Linked DNA regions of Drosophila melanogaster: region 1 is linked to region 2. A link is a contact called in public Hi-C data. All regions are on one chromosome and are shown on one strand. The core of a region is the stretch at or near the end of the contact, and the rest is flanking DNA. Distances in the headings are between cores, read along the strand shown.

Region 1 (2,888 bases), core at 189-2,688, 99 kb before region 2:
CGTTTTGTTACATTTTGTTTCTTTATATAATGTGACTTTGATAGTCTAGAATATAATGATGTTTTTATGTAAGCAAAAATCTTGACATCTATTAAGACTTATCAGTTTAGCAGACTTGTAGAGTTTTCCAAGTTCATTCACATTAAATCCATTCAGAAATTATTTTAAATTTGTAAAGAGCTACTACTAATTTGAATCACTGCTTTACATTCCCATGAATGTTTTAGACGCAAGATGTTCATATTACTGGGCATTTCTTTCTGTGTCTGACACATTGTTGAAATACTTTCCGAGTCTTCTTGGCTCAAAGGTGAAAGCCATAAAAGAGCTGTGTATAACCCCCACCCCCACTGCCCCGTTTGGGTTGAGTACATCAGGGCATGTTGTTGGCCAAGTTGAAATCATAAAAATTGTCGACTCTTTTTAAACGGAATTGGTTAATGGCTCCAGTTGGTGTTTTTTTGTTGGTCTGTAAGTCTGGGTCGGATCGGTTTGTTCACTTACCGCTGGGATTGTTTTGCACCATGGTCGCCGCTCTAGAGAGTACATCCAGCGCCGTTTCCATGATGATCTCAACGCTTCTACGTGGGATTGGACGTGGATTTGGAGTTGGACTTGGACTTGGTTTCGCTGCTCCTGCACCGACTCGATCTGCACCGCATGAGTTTCACACTGAAAATGCAAAGAAATTGACCATGAACAGCCGCACCACACACACTTAAGCCGCACACACATCTCTCTCGTATGTGTGCCTTACAATATATACACCGAGATATCCAAGTGAAAAACTGGATATATCGCCCGAGCCTGGCATTGGCATATATGTAAATGGAACAAAACCAAAACCAAAGCCAAAACCAAACCAAAGCGAACAAAGACTGACTGCCTGACTGGCTGACTTGAAACAAGTAAGACGAAGGCGAAATCCTGCTGCCAAACAGTTGCCATCTGATCGGAAAGCTGTGGAAGTGGATGCTGATGAGGGGACATGCACGGTGGCGGGGCGGTGAGGGGCCACGATGCACTTGGGACTGGTTTTTTTCGGAGGCCCCAAGACCAAGAGTTCGGGGGCTGCTCCGTTGAATATTTCGGCAATGACCAAAGTACAGCAGCCAGAGCCATATTGTTGCTAGCCAGTCAGCCAACCATACAGCCAGCCAGCATCCGACGTCTAGTTTCCACATTAATATACGTAAATATCAGGCCACAACAGTGGAGCCACTTTACCTTTCGCCAGGTGTGCGCCTTCAAATCCTCGCTGGAATCCTGCTCCTCAGCTGTACGGCGATTTATCCTCGCTAATTTTCACCGACTTTTCACGATTTGCGCTGGGAAAAGCGGGGGTTCGATGATTTTTGGTATAATTGCAATAATAGTTCAGTTCGCGTTAGAGCTGGAAGATACGTCGATGTAACATCGATGGCCAAAGTCATCAGTCTGTATTCACATCGATATTTGCTCAGCCTTACCAACACTAATATTGTTCAGCGGTGACTTAAGCCCACATATAACATTAGCGTTGACTCGAACCATTTTTAGAAAACTTAATGTACAAACAATGTAAACATACCTAACAACCTAAAACATATTATTTGTCAATAGTATTTGCAAAGTATATTATAAGCAAATATAAAGGTTATGATATGAATAAACACCATATACCAGTTTTTTCCATTGGATAGAGATACAAAAAAGTTGAATAAAATATAAAAACGAAAAATGTTCGTATGTGTGATTATTAAAAAAGAAGATAATGCTTATATATATAGTTGAAACTTTACGACTAACACCTATAAGAAAAACGATAAAGTAAATCAAAGCCTATTAGACGAGGTACACGTTACTAGATACGTTCTAAAACCTCTGTTATTTAATTTCAATTTTACAAGTAAAAACCATCGATAGCGGCACAGTGGCAACATTGAAAGTATCGATTAGACATCGCCTGTTGTCCCAGCTCTAGTTTGTTGTTGCAAAAAAAGTGTGTGGGTCGCCGCCAGCGATCGAATATTTTAAAATTCCAATCAAATTGGTTAATTGGGGAGTTGCAATTGCTTGAGCGTTAAGTTAAACCTATTTCTGCACGCATAACTCGAAGGATTAAGGTGGAAAAGTGGAATTTGGAAAGCCGCTGGAAATTCGCACATACTGGAAAATCAATCACCCACTATCCCATTGTTCTGCTTGTGTTTGTGTACGTCTGTGTGCCTTTGTGAGGCGGCTGCACTTAATTAAAATTTAAGACAAGACAACCCAAGCAAATTTGGAGTCTTCGCGAGGCGTTGGCTTTCACTTGACGAAGAGGGCACCCCGATAAGGCGACCCAGTGAAAGCTGGCCAAGATCTCGCTGCTCAAGGTCGTTGTCAGTCTGGAATTATGGCCGTCAGCTTCGAGAAGAATCGGGCGCAAATAGTGGCCGCCTGGAAGGATGTGCTGGACGATAAGAGCGACACGAACTGGTCCCTCTTTGGCTACGAGGGTCAGACCAACGAGCTGAAGGTGGTGGCCACCGGCGATGGCGGCGTGGATGAGCTAAACGAAGACCTAAATAGCGGCAAGATTATGTACGCCTTCGTCCGAATCGAAGACCCCAAAACGGGCCTCAACAAGTACTTGCTCATCAACTGGCAGGTGAGTCCGACGGCGCCCTTATCTAATCGAGCTACGCATAATCTGACTGTGCTCCCATTCAGGGCGAGGGCGCACCTGTTCTACGCAAGGGTACCTGCGCCAACCACATACGTGATGTGAGTAATTTGCTGTCCGGCGCTCACCTTACCATCAATGCCCGGAACGAGGACGATATTGACTTGGATCGGCTTCTCAAGAAGCTGAGCACCGTGAGCTCAGCCTACAGCTTTAAGGAACCTCGAGGCGCCATGGAGGA
Region 2 (2,835 bases), core at 151-2,650:
ACGGCAACTGGCCTGGCATCCGTGGGGCAATATGTTGGCCGTCGCCCTCGGCTGTAACCGCATCAAAATCTTTGACGTTTCCGGCAGCCAGCTGTTGCAGCTTTACGTGGTGCACTCGGCGCCGGTCAACGATGTGGCCTTTCATCCCAGCGGACACTTCCTGCTCTCCGGAAGTGACGACCGCACCATCCGCATCCTAGACCTGCTGGAGGGAAGACCCATCTACACTTTGACGGGCCACACTGATGCGGTGAATGCGGTGGCATTCAGTCGCGATGGCGACAAATTTGCTACCGGTGGCAGTGATCGCCAGGTGAGTTTCTGTTTCTTAATAAAGGTATGAAGATAATTTTACTCCTTGATTTCTGTTTCGCTTGCAGCTCCTGGTCTGGCAGTCGAACCTACACACCTATGATGCTTCGCAGTTTGAAGCCAAGTCTGCGCTGGCTTCCTCCAGTTGCGAAAGCAGTGGCGTTTCCTCCAAACAGAGCGAAGGCAGTTCGACATCCAAGTCCAATGACCTTAGTATCCGCATTGATCCGCGCCAATCGCTGGCCTATCAGCTCTCGGAAGAAAACTTTCAGGTGCTCGACAGTAAACATTCGACGCAGCCGGAGAAGGTGCTCGGTCACGGCATGGACTTCAAACAGCATAGCTCCAGTCCGCGCTTCTTTTAACCAACACGTTCAGTAGCCTTTGCCGCACATAACCAGCCGAACATTCCGCAGGTACTGGATGTGTCCATCGAATCTGGGTCGGACTTGTGCTCCTGTTCCGCGCGGCTGGACGAGATCAGCAAACTATTGGACTCGATCGATGAGCGTGTGCGACGATTGGAGGGCATATACTCTTTATAGCCTTCTAAGCTCCCTAAAATACAATTAAACGTAGTTAAAATTAATGTACCAATCATAATTAATAGCGATCCTTGATAATTAAATTGTGAAATTATTAAATATATCTGCTCCACTGTATGACGCATTTTATAAAAAGCAATTGAACAATTTTAGATCCATCACTATGAATTTTATTTTGCAATTTAAAATTAAAATGATTGCTGTAAATACCCTTTTTCGTTTAAATATATTTATTTTTATAAAATATTCAAAGGGGTTCCGATGGCTCATACCCCTAAAAAGAAAATGGTAAAGATCTTACTCTCTAAATATGTTTATTTAATAACAATCGTGTTCAAATTAACTTTATTTGGATATTTTGAATTCATTTAAATGCCTAAACAAGATTTTAAATACTGAGAGCACACTCGAATTTATAATATATATAAGAATAAAAGTAATAAACAATTTTTACATAGAAACAAAATTATTTTTCAAAATAATTTATTTAAAATTGAATCTTCATTTAAAAACGGAATGGGTTGAGTCTTCGTTGAACTAAAAGCCAGGTTGCCATACATTTGACACATTAACATTTGGTATTTTCAAACACTAGTCAACGGCATCACTGGCTCATATAAATAAACAAAACCCGCCGGAGAAAGTGGCGATAAACAGCGCCCATAAAACGTCAAGATGCGTGACTGGATGCCAGTGCTCTTCTGCGGACTGTCCGTGCCGATCTCGCTGTTCATGTGGCTGGGCAATGTGGCGCTGTCCAAGTTCTGGAGCAGTGACTTTGAGGGTGAGCTATATGGATTCCAGTGCGAACGTTACCTGGGGTCAACTAATGCCAAAAGGTTATCCGACAGAGTCCCGGGTGATTCCGCCGGTGCGCTGGCTCTTCTCCACACTGGCGCCCTTGGCCCTGATGACTGTGGCTCTGCGCCGGAGGAGCGTCAACCGATCTGGAGCTGCGCTGGGCATTCTGGTGGCCTTCATTCTCTCCATCGCCAGCCATCCGTTCTTCGCCAGCTTGGTGGTGTTCTTCTTCAGCTCATCGCGGGCCACCAAGTTCCGCGCGCACATGAAACGCCGTTTCGAGAGCGATTTTCGCGAGGGCGAAGGCCAACGAAACTGGATACAGGTACTCTGCAACGGAGGCATGGCCGCCCAGCTTGCATTGCTTTATCTGCTGGACTGCGGTAGTGGCGAGCGGGCGGTGGACTTCGCACGAGAATACCGATCCAGCTGGCTGGGTGTGGCCGTTATGAGTGCGTTTGCCTGTTGCAATGGCGACACCTGGTCCAGTGAACTAGGATCCGTGCTGTCGCAACGCGATCCAGTTTCTATCATCACCTGGCGCAGAGTGCCGCGCGGTACCAATGGTGGGGTTTCGTTGCTCGGCGTCGCGGTGAGTCTGCTCGGCGGTCTGCTCGTCGGCTTTGGCTATTTCGTCACCGTTCGTTACACGGTTGAGGCCAAAATGCTTCTGATTAGCCCACCACAATGGCCAATCATCGCCTTCGGTGGCATCGCTGGACTTTTTGGGTCCCTTTTGGACTCTGTCCTAGGTGGTCTGCTGCAGTTCTCGGGCATCAATGAGGAAGGCAAGATTGTGGATACACCTGGAAAGGGAGTGCGCCACGTAAGCGGACTGCGCATCCTGGACAACCATAGTGTCAACCTGATTTCCAGCATCGTCACCGGCGTCACCATTCCTCTCCTGGCCCAGAGATTCTGGCCCGTGCGCTAATGCTGTTTTGGATTAGGATTAGCTGCATTCAATAGCTAAAAATGTCAAAGGCTGCCTCACAAGATTGAATTCCGTGTTAAACATAAACCCATCCTCATAAAGCCTTTTAGACAGGTATATATGTACAATTGTTAACCATTTATAATTTCATAACGCCGGTGAAATACCCTCCATAGATATATTTTTATGAAGCTTACATATCGCCTAGCGAACTAACCAACCTATGAGACTCGATGAAAACAA

What was found. Hi-C and Micro-C count contacts between places; a contact is called where the count stands out from the background.
Region 1: a Hi-C map of the Kc167 cell line shows a contact between it and region 2, with 2.5 times the contacts expected there. A contact is called at or near these places in 8 of 107 Hi-C or Micro-C datasets (the D17-c3 cell line, the Kc167 cell line, the ML-DmBG3-c2 cell line and 4 more).

What each region holds. Positions count from the first base shown.
Region 1 is chr3L:13,485,347-13,488,234 of dm6, reverse strand. It overlaps Tgi (Tondu-domain-containing Growth Inhibitor), which reads right to left and starts at 1,438. Exons shown (of 4, transcript NM_140401.2): 1 at 1,228-1,438; 2 at 505-672. The coding sequence starts at 565. It overlaps Abp1 (Actin binding protein 1), which reads left to right and starts at 1,955. Exons shown (of 5, transcript NM_140400.2): 1 at 1,955-2,632; 2 at 2,695-2,888. The coding sequence starts at 2,378.
Region 2 is chr3L:13,386,472-13,389,306 of dm6, reverse strand. It overlaps CG10171, which reads left to right and starts at 1,400. Exons shown (of 3, transcript NM_168542.3): 1 at 1,400-1,641; 2 at 1,697-2,706; 3 at 2,769-2,835. The coding sequence starts at 1,533. The coding sequence ends at 2,592. Poc1 (Proteome of centrioles 1) reads left to right here. Exons shown (of 2, transcript NM_140383.2): 1 at 1-313; 2 at 381-1,008. The coding sequence ends at 677.